Regions from separate parts of the Mus musculus genome. Here region 2 is linked to region 1. A link is a contact called in public Hi-C data. All regions are on one chromosome and are shown on one strand. The core of a region is the stretch at or near the end of the contact, and the rest is flanking DNA. Distances in the headings are between cores, read along the strand shown.

What was found. Hi-C and Micro-C count contacts between places; a contact is called where the count stands out from the background.
Region 2: a contact with region 1 is called in a Hi-C map of the G1E-ER4 cell line, with 5 times the contacts expected there. The contact joins two enhancer-like sites. A contact is called at or near these places in 5 of 39 promoter capture datasets (the C10 cell line, embryonic stem cells, hippocampal neurons and 1 more), 6 of 15 datasets of contacts at CTCF or cohesin (the NIH/3T3 cell line, embryonic stem cells, hippocampal excitatory neurons and 3 more), 239 of 484 Hi-C or Micro-C datasets (the 4T1 cell line, the 63-12 cell line, the AML12 cell line and 130 more), 28 of 115 datasets of contacts at active chromatin or transcription factors (CD4 T cells, the HPC-7 cell line, T-cell acute lymphoblastic leukemia and 23 more) and 3 of 9 other capture datasets (embryonic stem cells, embryonic tail and liver).

What each region holds. Positions count from the first base shown.
Region 1 is chr16:94,037,136-94,044,682 of GRCm38.p6, forward strand. The region is part of intron 5 of Gm31175 (a long non-coding RNA gene); the gene reads right to left. Among named protein-coding and RNA genes, the nearest start is that of 2410003I16Rik, 30 kb to the left of the region's middle. Within about 2 kb of position 3,561, at least 8 of the 459 cell types and tissues checked have an H3K27ac peak or open chromatin away from gene starts, as enhancers often do. A contact at or near this core is called in the G1E-ER4 cell line, where this site is marked.
Region 2 is chr16:94,255,479-94,263,025 of GRCm38.p6, forward strand. It overlaps Hlcs (holocarboxylase synthetase (biotin- [propriony-Coenzyme A-carboxylase (ATP-hydrolysing)] ligase)), which reads right to left. Exons shown (of 11, transcript NM_001360045.1): 5 at 7,114-7,296. Among named protein-coding and RNA genes, the nearest start is that of Hlcs, 31 kb to the right of the region's middle. Within about 2 kb of position 3,658, at least 10 of the 459 cell types and tissues checked have an H3K27ac peak or open chromatin away from gene starts, as enhancers often do. A contact at or near this core is called in the G1E-ER4 cell line, where this site is marked.

The DNA of each region.
Region 1 (7,547 bases), core at 2,311-4,810:
GAGAGGGTGGCAAAGAGCAAGGTGTGTGTGCTCGGTGCGTGTTTTTCTAGCAGGGTAGTAAGAAAACATTTGCTACCTATGGTGTTTCTGGAAGTCAGTGAAGCACACCTCTACCATGTGGATTACATCACCTCTGCCTCAAGCTTGGCTTTTCCAACACATGCTAGCTGGTCGCCTGCAGTGAGGCAAATCCTATAGAAATGGCAACTTATGCTGGCGGGTGATGAGGTGGTAAGTCACCAGACATGCTTGATGCATGATGTACGCATGTGCATGAGCATGTGCATGTGTGCACATGTGTGTGTACACGTGTTCATGTGTGTATGTGTGTATGCATGTGCATGCATGTGTGTGCATGCATGTGCATGTGTGTACATGTGTGCATGTGTGTATGTGTGCATGCATGTGCATGCGTGCACATGTGTGTGTGCATGTGTGTATGCATGTGCATTCGTGTACATGTGTGTGTGCATGTGTGCGTGTGTGTATGCTTCCCTGCCATCTTACAGCCCATGTCCTGCCATGTACCATCTTCCATGATGTTTACTGGTAAGAAAGCTGGGAACGGCGTCTGCCTGGGTCCTACTGGTTTAGCTCATTAGCCCTAACAGAGAGGGAGAGGAGAGGAAGAGGGGAGAGGGAGAGGGGAGAGGGGGAGGGGAGAAGGGGAGGGGAGAGGGGGAGGGGGAGAGAGAAAACATGGAAAGAAGAGGAAGGAGAAAAAAGAAAAGAAAGAATTTTTAGAAGACAAATAGCTTACTAAAGCACAGATCTTTCTAAGAGTGGTTAAAATTCTGTATTTCCTGACCAAGTATGATAGTGCACACCTTTAATCCTTGGGAGACAGAGGCAAGTAGATTTCTGTAAGTTTAAGGCCTGCCTGATCTACTTAGTGAGTTTCAGGATAGCCAGAGCTACAAAATAACAACAACAATAAATAAATAAGTTACATATTGTGGCTCCCCTTATTCCACACAACAGCTTATAGCCTATTTTCAACCAGATAAGGAAACTAGAAAGTTAAAATCCATGCCATTCCAAGATTTCACCAATAAAAGACGGGAGGCTGTGGGGGTGCCCTTGGAGATCGTAGGCCACCACCTCTCTGCCTTCTCCTCACCTTTGACCCCGGAGCTTCAGTGTCTGACCCCGGTGGCTTCAGTGTCTCCTTTGGTGTGTTGCATCTTTGGGGAATTTGTCCTGATTTTTGCATGCCCTCTCCATTGTTATGAGAATATAAAGCATCCACCAGGGGGCGCATGATTCCCTGACAGTGGCAGCCATGTGTAGGGACAGACCTTGGAGACAGGTGAGGAGGCCCTAATGTCCCCATTGTCTTGGCAGGCTTCCAGATGTCCAAGGGCGTGGGGGCTTCTCGAACAGGGTAGAATTTGGTGCAGTTCTACTGCCAATCCTTTCTGTATTTTACCCACACCTCTAAACAGCTGCTGTGGGAAGCGTGTACTGCTGACATTGGTGGTCCAGGGCCAACTATCTGGTAAATCTCGGCAGAAAGTTCAATTATGGCTGCCATGCAGTTGAAGACAGGAATCTGGAAGATGGCTGGAGCTGTGTCAGGGACAAGGAGTGGGAGTGGAATTTTGAGCTTGGCTATCCATCACTGGTTGCTGAGAATTGGGTCTGTAGCCAGAAGGACCGCTGTCTAACAAGGGAAGTGATCAGGAACTCTGGCGGCAGGAAGGGGTAGAGGATTGTGCCGGCATTGGTATCCCAGAATCCCTTAGAGCATCAAACCTGCAGTCATCAGAAGAGACTGAGTCTGCCGGAGCAAACACGGGGTCTCTGGTGCCACTGAACAAGGGTCTGAGCGAGGATGTGTGTTTGACTCACTCCACGACCCAGTACAGCGGCTCTGCTTGGGCTCTTTGAGACAACGTCAAGGTTTCTGAAGATGACTTCCAGCGCCTTGTCCAGCATGCTTGCTGTCAGTCTCCGTGTGTCCCTCATGCAGAAATGCTGAGGTTTGAGTCCCCAGTGGGGAAATGACCATATTTGGACAAAATGGCTATGGCGTTTTTTTATAGTGAGATCATACTCAAGTGGGATGACTCCAGAGCCGATGTGACTGGTGGCTTTATAAGAAAAGAAGAACCAGGAGCTAATAGTCAAGGCAGGAGGCTTCCCTGGGTTCCGGGTGACGTCACCAGTGTCACCAGCACAAGGTGGTCTGTTATGGGAGATAGGTAAAGTGAAGAATGGGAGTGTTTGCACTCAGCACGAGGGGGTCGTCGGCAAGCATTCCGTTCCTTTATCAGCCAGTATTGCTTGCCCTGGCTAACACAGAACACCAGGCTCTGGCAGAGAGACGGCTCAGCAAGGCAAGTTGTTTGCCAGCCAGTAACATAGGCCCTGACATCCAACTAAAAAGTGTCCTGTGCTTGTAACGTCTGCACTAAAGACATGGGAGCAGGTGGGTCCTTCTTCCCTCCCCCTCCCCCTCCCACCCAGCTCCCTCCCTTTCTCTGCCTCCTGTGATTATTTTCTTCCAAGAGGGATTGAAGCACCCTCACCGGGGCCTTTCTGCTTTTTATACTTCTTACTGCCTGTGGATTGTATCCTAGGTTTTCTGTACTTTTTGGCTGATATCCACTTATCAGTGAGTGCACACCATGCATGTCCTTTTAGGTCTGGGTTACCTCACCCAGGATGATATTTTCTATTTCATGTCTTTAATCTCGGGAGGCAGAAGCAGGCGGATCTCTGAGTTCAAGGCCAGCCTTGGTCTACAGAGCGAGTCCCAGCACAGCTAGGGCTACACACAGAAACCCTGTCTCCAAAAAACAAAAACAAAATTTAAAAATCCAAATTTAAAACTAAGAATTCAATGCCAGCCTGAAGGTTACTTGAGACTCTGTCAAAGGTGGTGGGGGATGGCAAAATTCAATTTGTTCTCATGATAAAAACTCTCAACGCATTCAGGACAGAAGAAGGATGACGGGCCATAACAGGGAGGAGATTATGCATAGCAGGCTGGCCATATAAAGCCAACTGGCTAGGTTCTGTCAAAGGAAGTGGGGCTGTGGGGCAAATCCTCCCTAGTCCCCAGCCCATGCTCCCAGCCCACACTCACAGCCCCAGTCTCCCTTTTTATTCTTTAAGTGGGGAACTGATTTGCTTTTGGGCATGTTTCTCTTCATTTTTAGTGGATGCATACCTATTGTGAGAACCTACAAGAGCAATGATCAGTCAGGGTGCTTATCACCTCAGATAGTCACTGTTGCGTTTATGTTCTTTCTTTTGAGTTCTTTGGGAATATCCAACTGATAGCGTCAACCCTTGGTATCTTACACACTTCTGCAATGACTGCAAAGGATTCTCATGGCTGATGAAGCGCGAAAGCATCACTGAAGACCTTCAGCCTGAGACCCAGAATGCCCAGGAACCTGAGCTCCCGTCCAAAGGTTTCAGGTCACAGTCGCAGCACATGGGACAAACTGCCCGCCTGCCCACTCTCCCTCCCTCCCCGGCACTGTGTGTGGCTGCAGAGCATCTCATAAGCAGGGACGTGGCTGCGCATAGCTGTCGAAAATGTTGAAGATGAGAGATGTTTACCAAAATAAGAGCTGAAATTAGCGTTTCCAGATGGCAGAGCGCCGGTGTCTAACAACTGGGGCAGCAGACTCCCGCGTTCACGGGACTCATTTCAATAATCCTTCTAACAATGCCAGGAACTCTCTGGGCAGACTGGCTTTCAGGAAAGCCGGTCAATGAAAGGAGGGAGGAAAAAATTCCAAGGGAGAGATCCGAGTCAAAAAAGAAAAGACACTAAGAGGAAAACAAATGTCCAAGTGTGCCTCGTAAGTCCCCCCAATCTATAGGGATTTGTAACTCAGGAAAGGAATGAAACACACATCAGAAAGTGACAGAGAGCCATAATCCACATTCCTAAATAAGGTGTCTTTTCCGGTAATGAAAATGGAGTCGGACTGTAAATATACAGTATCCCCCCACCCCCGCCCGGCCCCAATCTTTCAGCCTCTTTCATTGCTTTCTTAAAATATTACCAAGCAAACAAATCCCACGTTCTAATCCATTACAACCCAGCCCCATATCTAATCAACTTGAAGCCGGGCCATATGGGGGCAGCGCAAACATTTTTTTTTTTTTAAAGTCAGTCTGAGATAAACAAAACAGGAAGTTGGAGGTGGGTGACCAGGAATGTGATACCCGACGGTAACCTGAGCAGCCAAGTCTCTAAAACCTTCCTGTATCATAAAACAGAACTTCTTGGGGGTGGGGTTCACTCTCCCCCTGCCCCCCCCACTGCAGTCCATCAGCTGTAGGAGTCAGTACCAATCACCATCCCGCGCTCTCTCGCCCCCACTGTCTGCACTGTGTGCTGGACTTCAGGATCCTGGGCACCAGGCGCTGCCACCTGCTCCCCGAAGCCTGTGTGGTCCAGCCTGCAGCTGAGCTGCTGGGAACCCAGATGCTTCCCTAGCGCCTGTGCCGGAGGAACTCTGTCTGTGTAGCGCATTGTCCCAACCCTGGCACTGTTGATAGTTTGAGAGGATGGTCTTCACCAGCGTTGTAGAATGAGCGCACCCTGTCCATACAGAAGCATGTTCAACCGTCCAGTAGCACCGTCCCTGGCCATGACCAGTGACAATCTCTGGATATTGCCAGCTAGCCTGCAGAGGGAGGAGAGGCAAAAACTCATCTCCACCTGAGAATGCCTTTCTTTCTCTTGTGTGTGTGTGTGTGTGTGTGTGTGTGTGTGTGTGTGTGCGCATGTGCGTGTGTGTACAGCATACGTGTATATGGTGTGAATGCAGTATTTACATTTGCATGTGTGTGCGTGTGTGTGTGTGTGTACAGCATAAGTGTATATGGTATGAATGCAGTATTTATATTTGTGTGTGTGTGCTCGAGTGCATGCATGTATATGCGTGTGTGTGTGTGTGTGTGTGTGTGTACAGCATACGTGTATATGGTGTGAATGCAGTATTTACATTTGCATGTGTGTGTGTGCGTGTGTGTGTGTACAGCATAAGTGTATATGGTATGAATGCAGTATTTACATTTGTGTGTGTGTGCTCGAGTGCATGCATGTATATGTGTGTGTGTGTGTGTGTGCTCGAGTGCATGCATGTATGTGTGTGTGTGTGTGTGTGCGTGCTGCTGAAGACTGACATCAGGCATCTTCCTTGGTTTCTCTATCTCTGTTTTATATACTGAGTCGGGATCTCTCACTTGAACCCAGATCAGATTCAACCAGTCTCACTAGCCTGCTTGCTCAGGAATCCCGTCTCTGCCTCCCACACATTGGAATTACAGGTACTTGTGCTGTATGGGTGCTGGGGATGTGAACTCCAGTCCTCACACTTGTACGGCGGGTACTTATGCGAAAGCCGTCTCCTCAAAGCCAGTTGAGAACTTCGACTTAGAAGAAACCTCTGCTGAAAAGAGCTCAAATCTTCCCAGGCCCAAACTGTCTCTAAGTGGATGCTCAGAAGGGAAATGGGAAGACCTAAATTAACATAAACCACATTGTCCCCAAATCTAAGATTGGCTTCTTTGCCCACAGTAGAGAACTGAATCCACACCTATCTGTTAGCAAGCAGAGAACAGACAGTGGCCCCACCAAAGGACCAGTTGCTTGAAGTTCCAGAGAGAGGCAAGATGCATCTGGGGCTCACAGCAAAGATGGAGGGGCCAGGAAGCTAAAGTGACTCCTACAGGCCACCCAGCCAACAGAGGTTTGTCCTGAACACCCCACCTGCACCTTGGCATCCTGGTCCCCAACCTGACCTTGCCTTAGGTGCCCATCCTGCATCCTGAGCCACAAGACCAAGATCCCAGTCACTAACCCTGACTTTAACATAGCAAAGGCTCGTGATATTTCCATTCCCTGAAGAGAGTAGGTCTTTCCTAGGGCTCTCAACATCTTGTTGTGGTTTGAATGTGAAGGGTCTCCACAGGTTCATACACTTGAACATTTGGTCTCCAGCTGGTGGCCCTGTTGCTGTTTGGGAAAGTTATGGAACCCTTAGGAGGAGGAGTCTCAGACAAAGTAAGTCACTGGGACTGATCTTGATGTTTATATCGTTCTCTTCCTCCTCCTCCCCTCCTCCTCCTCCTCCTCCTCCTCCTTCCTCTTCCTCTTCTCCTCCTCCTCCTTCTTCTCTCTCCTTTCCCCTCCCCCTCCCCTCCCCCTCCTCCTCCCCCTTCCTCCCCCTCCCCCTTCCTCTCTTCTGCTCCTCACCCTTGCAGGTAGTTGAGATAAAATCAGGCAGCTTCCTACTCTTCCCATTCCTCCCTTTTGTCTTCCCCACAATGATGGATGCTGTCCATCTGGAATTGTAGCCAAAATATACCCTTTCTTGCCGAACCTACTTTATGTGTCTTCCCCAAATGGTGGACGCTGTCCATCTAGAACTCCAGTCAGAATAAGTTCTTTCTTCCCTAACCTGCTGTATGGTGGGGTCCTTCATCAGAAGAGTCGAATGGTAACTGACACTTAGAACTTCTGTAGCCAAAAGATTTCATCTCTGGTGGCCAAATGGCAGGATAGAAGGTATACTCATTAAGGACAAAAGAGTTGTCTAGGTATCCTTCACAGTGGTTTGGCCACACGTTTTTTCTGGGGTCTCTTAGGTCAGAGCATCAGTAAACAAGGCATATTATTTGTCCTGTCCTTACCAGCCTGTGGCCTTGCTAGAACTCTCTGGAACTATGGGTGGCTGAGACAGGATCTGAAATCTGGAGGCAATCTAGAGTTCTCACCAGGCCTTTCCTGTCCCTCATACACTGGTGGCAGTATCCACAGGAGGCTGGCCCTTGGTCCTGGTCCTACAGGATATGCTTCCCCTTCTGGGGCCTCAGGTCATCTGGAGACAGTATCTTTGCTAGATAATGACAATGAAGGAACCTTGGCTGGAGACCAGGAAGGCCCCTCCCAGAGCTAACAAGCCTGGCACATGCTAGGGCTTGTGGTGTAGGGCTAAGGGTTTCTGGGTTGGACTCAGCACTTGTCTCTTTGCCCTTTCTGGACTAGATATGTGTAAGTAGGCTTCGCTGAACCTCAGGCCACTCCCTGCTCAGCAACTGGCCTGCAGGTCTTAGTGAGCTGCCTCCTGAGTCTGTAGTCATTGTACAAACCTGTTAGCCTGTCCCCAAGATGCTCTGGCCTAGGAGCTATGGCCACCTCTGTCCCATATAATGGAGCCATCACAGTTGAGCCTGGGGTATAGCTATTCTTGCTACTCTGAGGCATCCAAAGTGCCTGCCTTGCCTGGGCCAGTCACCTCTGTCCATTCCTGACATTTGGGTCTCAGGATGCGACGGCTAATCTTTGTTTTTACACCAGTGGCAGAGTGCTTGCCTAGTTTATACACTTCAGGTCCTGAGTTCAAGACTTGGCACCACAGATAAATGTCCTTTGTCTGACTATGGTTTTGAGCTGTCTGCCAATGACAAAGAACGGGGCATGTGGGGGAATGTGTCTGCTCTACACGGTGATGTTTTTAGACTGGGTCCCACGGGAGATCCAGAGGCTGGCACGGACTCCTGGAGTCTCCAGAGGA
Region 2 (7,547 bases), core at 2,408-4,907, 220 kb after region 1:
AATAGTGAGGCCCTGGGTTTGATTCCCACCTAAGTAAATAAGTAAATGAAAGCTCAGGTTCCCCATGCCAGGGATGGACGGATGGATGGACGGGCAGGCAGGCAGGCAGGCAGGCAGGCAGGCAGGCAGGCAGGCACCTCATCCTGCCTATTGGGGAGTCCAGATGAGACCATGAAGCACATTAAGAAGACGCGGTTAGCCAAAAAGCATGTCATCAAGATAAGAAATGACTGTGTCTCCCAAACTGCCCCAGCACCTGGCCCACCCTCATTAGCTCCCAAATATTTGCTGAATGAAGTGGCCAGTGCAGACAGAAGGGAGGTCCCGCATGGAATGACTTAGTCTACATTCTGTCATAAAGCAACAAGACCAGAAGAGAAGCTTGCAGTTCGTGACAGCTATGTGTTAAAACACCACACTAAACACCTTCAATGTGAGCAATTGAAAATGAATTTTCAGGAAGGGATTCCCTGGGCAGAAAGGCCACACTAAGGGCTTTCTGATACATCTACAAATATAAAAAACGATTCTCACCAACAACAGCCAATCACCAACAGGAGCTGGGGTCTGAGGAAGGGAATAGAGTTTCTTTGTTTATGATCTTGGGTTGAATCAAAATGGAATATTGTAACCCTTTTCTGTCTTTAAGCATGTACTGATTCATGCCACGACTCCCACAGCACCGACATCACACACACACACACACACACACACACACACCACCAGCACCACCACCACAATCATGACTCTACCCAGCTGCTTTATCAACAAACTCAGTTGTCGCTTCTTGTTATGGTTACATCTTGATCCCAAGGGCAAGTAACTGGACGCCCTCAAAGAGCTCCTGCCAAGCAGGAGTCCAGCGGGAGTCTCCCAGGTCACCTACACATCACTGCGCCCAGCCTCGTGCACACCTAAGAAAGCAAAACAAAAACAAAAACAAAACAAAACAAACAAACAAAAAAATGTGTGTGTGCTCCCTAACTGAGTGGGAAGCCAGGCCGGGGGAAATCTGCAAACAGCCTGGGTTCCTCACAGCAATGGCAGTTCCCCTTGCTAGAGGTGGGGGGTTCCTCAGAGAAGTGGCAGCCCCCCTGGCTAGAGGTGGGGGTTCCTCAAAGCAATGGCAGCTTCCCTTGCTAGAGGTGGGGGTTCCTCAGAGCAATGGCAGCCCCCCTGGCTAGAGGTGAGGCGTCCATGCTCTTCTGCATCCTCTGGCCACCCGGGAAACATCAACATGTCACACGGACAGGGATGGTATGAGATGGAAGGTGGGGGTGGCTCTAAATCCCAGCTGGCCTAGCCGTTCCACAGGAGCCGCCAGAGACTCCAGTGTGTCCTCCTCCTTGTTGCCCTCCCTCGGACAGAGATTAGAAGGCAGGGGAACAAGACAGTTTTCACTGAAAAAAGAAGTCTGCTTTTATTTATAAAATTATTATCTTTTTACATAAAATAAATGTTTAAGTTTTCCTACACAACATCACAGAAATGGGTTCCTTCTCTGTTTTTTCCTTACAAAATGTGTGTCTCCCACGGCATACCCCACAGTGATGCTGCATTCCTGCCAACACTTCTACTGGATGGAGGGCTGACAGGAAGGCCACCATGTAATGCTAGCCCATAATGTATCTTACATCAAGCGTTCGGCCCGTCAGCCTGACCTTCGCTGGCCCCTGTATGGGTTTATTCATGGAGAAGTAGTGCGGAGGGTTCTGGGTCACCCCAGCAGGAACAGGGCTCCAGTCGTGACTAGTCCAGCAACGCCTTCTGCTCACACGGGTGAGCACCAGTGAGGCACCCACACACCAACCCTGGAGCTCACTAGTAAGCCGGGCAGCCATGACTGTGACATGCCACTCACAGGAGTCAAACAGCCCACTGGCAACGCTACACCCCCTAAACCAGCGGTTCCCAACCCTCCCAATGCTGCGACCCTTTAGTATAGTTCCTCATGCTCTGGTGACCCCCAACCATAAAATTATCTCAATGCCGCTTTATAACTGAAGTTTTGCTACTGTCATGAATCAAAATATAAATATCTGATATGGAGGATATTTGCTACCCAGATTGAGGATGACTGCTCCCAATAATTAAGTCAGATGTCAAATTTCAACCAAGTGTCAGAGTCCAAACAATCAGGTTTTAAGTACATGTGAGAGGCTTCCAAAGTTGATGACACACTAGCTTGTTTTTTTACTTATTAATAACTAGCTTGGCTCAATATGAAAGTAACATACATCTATCATAGACAATTTTGAAAAATATAAAGAAAACTTTGAAGTGTTATTAAATTACATTAAGCTTACCACCAGAATGTGTATGTATGTATGTATGTATATATATATATATATATGTATATGTATATGTATATGTATATGTATATATATATACACACACACATATATATGCATTTGTACATGTGTGTATGTTTGTATATAAGTGTGTTTGTGTGTGTATATGTGTTTGTGTATGTATATGTTTGTTTGTGCATGTATGTATATGTATATGTATGTGTATGTGTATACATGTACACGTGCATATGTGTATGTGTATACACGTGTATGTTTTTGTGTGTACATGTGTGTGCATGTGCTTGTGTGTGCATGTGTGTATACGTATGTGTATACACGTGTATATGTTTTTGTGTGTACATGTGTGTGCATGTGCTTGTGTGTGCATGTGTGTATACGTATGTGTATTGTGTGTGCGTATACATGTGCATATGTCTACACACCGTGGCTCTTCCAGTCTTCTTTTAGTGGACCCAGGTACACAGCATGCGGTGTTGTTGGTTTTCAATATACTGGCCTCAGCTGCAGGCCTGACCTTCCACCTGTCCCTGGGAGGATGGATCAGATGTAAAGACCCATGTCGGAAGGAAGGCAGCGTGGCAAGGGAGCCGCCCCTCAGCAGAGCCCTGCTTTGCCCTGCCTTCCCAGTGGTCTCACCAGTCACCATGGTGGGGCTTTACTAAGGTGGTCCAATGCAGGTCTTGGTGTTCAGGTAGGAAGGGAATTCTCAGCAAATAGCGGACACCAAGGGTCCCCAGTTTCTCTTTGTATCACGGTGGGTGACACAGAAACATGGGGTGGAGGGGATGTCATAAATCTTGCGAGCTTCTTGCCGTCAAGAGCAGCGTCAGGGCTCAACGCTGAGTAAACACAGCTGCTCCTCAGTGGAGGTATTTAGATAATTTCTCTATTTATTTTGTTCTTTCACGTCTTGTACTAGAACGGGACTTAATATTGAATAAATGTTGAATGAATGGATGGATTTTATGAACTGTGGCATTGAAATGACTTCTACAGACCCAAAAGAAAGTGCCACCAATATAGTAGAAAATGTCCAAATTACACTATGTGACACTGATATATGGAGAATAAATTAAATTTCTGAACAGTTACAGTTAGAGGGGGTTTGTAACTCAAGTTGCCTAGCTCAGCAGCGACATCATGTGGTGAGAGCGTGGGTTTCCATGAGCAGAGAGCTTTACAGGAAGCAGGAAGTCTGCACAAACTCCTAAGGCATGCGGCAGGTCCAATGGATGGGAAAGGCCAGGATCCTCCTCCTGTACCTTTCATCCAAGAGAGGTCAATGAGACCTACTGTGCACAGATGCAGGAAGAGAGGTCAGTGAGACCTACTGTGCACAGATGTATGAAGAGAGGTCAGTGAGACCTACTGTGCACAGATGCAGGAAGAGAGGTCAGTGAGACCTACTGTGCACAGATGCAGGAAGGAAAATCAAATTGCCTCTTGGGTTTATAAACTGAGCTGCACAGGAACTTGAAGTGGCAGCCTCAGCATCGGGACAAGGGCAGGGCGAATCTTCTGTCTGCCCCCCGCCCTCCGCCCAAAAAAACCCACCTCTTACTGTTTCTATTTTCAAATAGTTTGGAGAACTTTTGCTCCAAGAAAACACAACACTTGATCAGTACTAGAAAAGGAAAAAACCCTGACCTCTGATCAGAGCGTTGAGAAATAACATCAACAAAGACACACCACGGTCACATGTGTGCTCAGTGCCCTGAATTCTCAACGTGAAACAGAAGTCAGTAAGAATGAAGCAGCCAGGAGGAATGACCATCCTCAGAGCTGACCTCAAGTCCATGAGGGAGACCGGGACCCGGAAAGAATCTCAAAACTATTCTTGCCAAGACTACATGTGTATGCTAGACAGAGCAAACATTGGCTTTCCCCTTTGACAAGAACTTCATCCCGTGGATCGTAAGTGGGTAAGCTAGCATTCCTCCAGCCAGCAAATGCCACCCCCACTGCCACTGGCTGCCACTGGACATTTTAAAGAGTCGAATTCACTCTATCTGCGTGTCTGCACACACATGTGTGCAAGTGAGTGTACATGTGTGTGGACACGTGTAGAACATGTGTGTGGTCACGTGTAGAAGCCACACGTCCTCTCATTTGTTCACCGCTGTATGTACCGAGGCGGGGTCTCTTGCTGAGCCCAGAGCTAGACAATCTGGCTCGTCAGCTTGCAGAGAGGCCCACCTCCACTCCCCACAGGCTGCAACTGCAGGCAGGCTGCTGTACCTATCCAGCTTTTTATGCAGATGTTGAGGGCACCAAGTAAGGCCCCATTGCGAAGACATCCAGAGCTTGTCCACAGTGTGTCCTCCTCAGTGCAAGAGCTGAGAGACTAAATACCCATTGCTCTTCAGGCAAAAAACTGCAGCTTAGGTATTTTAGCTGTACATGTTCTACCTAAAGAGTAGAACCTTCCCAGGAAAAGAAAACCCAAGGCTATCTTTCCTCTTCATTTCTCTGCTGTGGTCAAAAGGCCTACAGTCAGGCCTGGGAAAAGGGCAAGCAGACCAGGGGCAAGCCAGCCAGCGTTGCCCTCTGACCACTCAGGCTGCAAGCTTGCAGGGATCACACACTTAACCCCATCTCCAGTTCAATCCTCAATGCTCAGGAGAGGAAGGAAGGAGAGGGCCTAGGAGGCTGACGGTCATATTCCACTGAAGACAGGTGGCCTTGGCCCACACGGACAAGAACCTAAAGCTCTGAGGACTGCTGGCTCTACTTGGTAATTTTATGCCATAAATCACAGTCATAAGTTTTGCCATATGAACTGAACATGAAACAGCAATGAGTAACTTGGAGTTGGAATTCCTATGATGAAGACACAAACAAAAGCCATATGATTAATGCATTAGAAATGGTGCGAACTGCGGAGCCGGGCTTGGTGGCTCACATCTGCTGAGGCAGGAAGATCCCTGCAGGCTTAAAGGTGGCCCCTGCTACAGAGTGTGTTCCAGGCCGGTGTGGGCCAGTGAAAACTTGCCTCAAAAAAAAAAAAATGTTTAGAAATTAGATAATGAAATGTAATAAAAGAATGGTTTTTAAAGGACAAAAGAGCATCCTGTGTTGATATTAATTTTTCAATTGGAAGCATTTCCTTCCATTTCTTAGCCTAGATTCCGGGAACTTATTAAGCACATCATGTTTTCTTAACCCAATACACCTCTTAACAATCCAACCATCGCTGCATTAACTCGCTGCATTATCGTTTAAACTGCAGTGCTTACACAAGTCTCCCATGCTGCCTCCTTTGGTCCTCACACAATCCTCTCGGATCGTCATCTGTCTCTCTCTCCGTCAGTACGGTGCACCCACACAATGCCAAGCTCTGATCCACACAAACCAAGCTCGCCCAGGGGCAGCAACCAACCCAGAAGGCAGCGTCTCCCCTTTCCACAGTGCAGGCATGAAGGGTGGATTTTGCTCTTTTCAAGCGAAGCAGGTGGGTTCGGTGTGTGGCATCCCCTGGCCACCGAGCTTTTGCTGTATGTTAACATCACTAACCCCACAGACTGGCCTGCTGCTGGCTGAGAACTGAAAGAGCTCTGCAAAATCATTTGTCACTATGAATAAGAAATTGACAGCATGTCACCACGACGGGATTAGTAGGAACACACACCTGGAGAATCTGGCAGGCTGCCCAAAACCAGGTATCCCTCACAGACCAGCGATGAATACAGGTGGGAGGTGGACTCCGGAAACACTGCCAACACTTCCGTTTTCCTTTTAGACACGAGTGGCAAACATAACACCTAAAGCCTTCTAGACATCAGCACACAGAAGTAGTGATTTCCCGCCTACTGAGGAAAACCCAGATCAAAACAACTGGTTTCGATCCCAACTGATGGCAGAATCCACATCAGTCATGCTCAGGGAACTGGTTCCTGCGCCCCTTCCCACCGACGCCAAAAGCCAGAATCTCAAGTCTTATACAGAACAGCGCAGCATTGGCACATGGTCTCTGCATGTCCTCCTATAGACTTTAAGCAATCTCTAGGAGGCTAGAAACACGTCCTATGTTGCAAACGCTGTGTGAATACTTGCTACGCTGTACTGGGTATTGCTCAGGTAACGACAAGAAAAATAGTCCGTGCATGTTCAGGAGAGGCAGGATTTTTTTTTTTTTAGCATGTGTGTGATGTGTGTGTGTGTGTGTGTGTGTGCTGTGTTGTATGTGTGTGATGTGTTATGTACATATACACGTCTGTGTGTGTTCATAAAAGTCAGGGTAAGCATGCACCAAGGCACACACATGTCAGAGGACAAGCTTGGGTGTCCCTCTTCTCCCCTGCTGGAGACAAGGTCCCTTGCCATGCAGGGTGACTCCTGGCCAGGAGCCCTCGGGACTCTCCACCTCCGCCTCACATAAGGAGCACACACAAGTTCCTAGGACATAAAGGTCAACACCCTACACTGGTCTTTACCCACTGAGCTGTCTCTCTGGCCTAATATAGGCTCCTTCCTTATTTTTTTTTTTCAAATATCTCATCTACAGTGGTTGCAGCCACACAGCTACAGAACCGCGTGTGTGGAGATGCGGCCATGCACTCTGAGCACATAGGACACAGCTCCATTTCTCCACAAAAGGACCATGCCCCCAACTCCACAGTCACCTCTACTTTCCTTACACACACACACACACACACACACACACACACACAATACTAAAGATACATTAATACAGTTTCCAAACCCAAACCCAAAATCAAAATAGAAATCGAGGCTGAACATGGTCGTGACAGACAAGTTAAGGAGCTGTGGTTTTGAGGCACCCACGGCTGAGCCCGCTCACCTCAGCGGCCAGCAGTAAGTACAGGGGCGTTAAGGCAGGAACCTGTGGTGCGTCACAGCTCAGACCGAGGGCAGTCAGGATCTCCTTAAGGACCTCGTGTCTTCTCACATTGCTGGATTTGAGCACGTTAAAGTCGTCTGCAGTCTGCACCAGGGAGGCGCCGGGCGGGAGCTCCAGGTGCACCTGAGGGGAAGAGAGCAGCAGGTGAACGGTGGGCGCCTGCTTCAGAGAAGCAGCTTCCACGCTAGGTTTGATGGAGATCTGAACGTGACTTTTCTTCTTATGCCCGGAGCCTGACCATCCACAAAGTGATGTCGAGAAACATCAGGATGGGGACTGGAACGGGCCACTTAAAACAATGTCCTCCCAGCTCAAAGGTCATGGTAGAGCCCAACCCTGGATGGCCACCATCCTCTTTCCAGGTCATGGCTCTT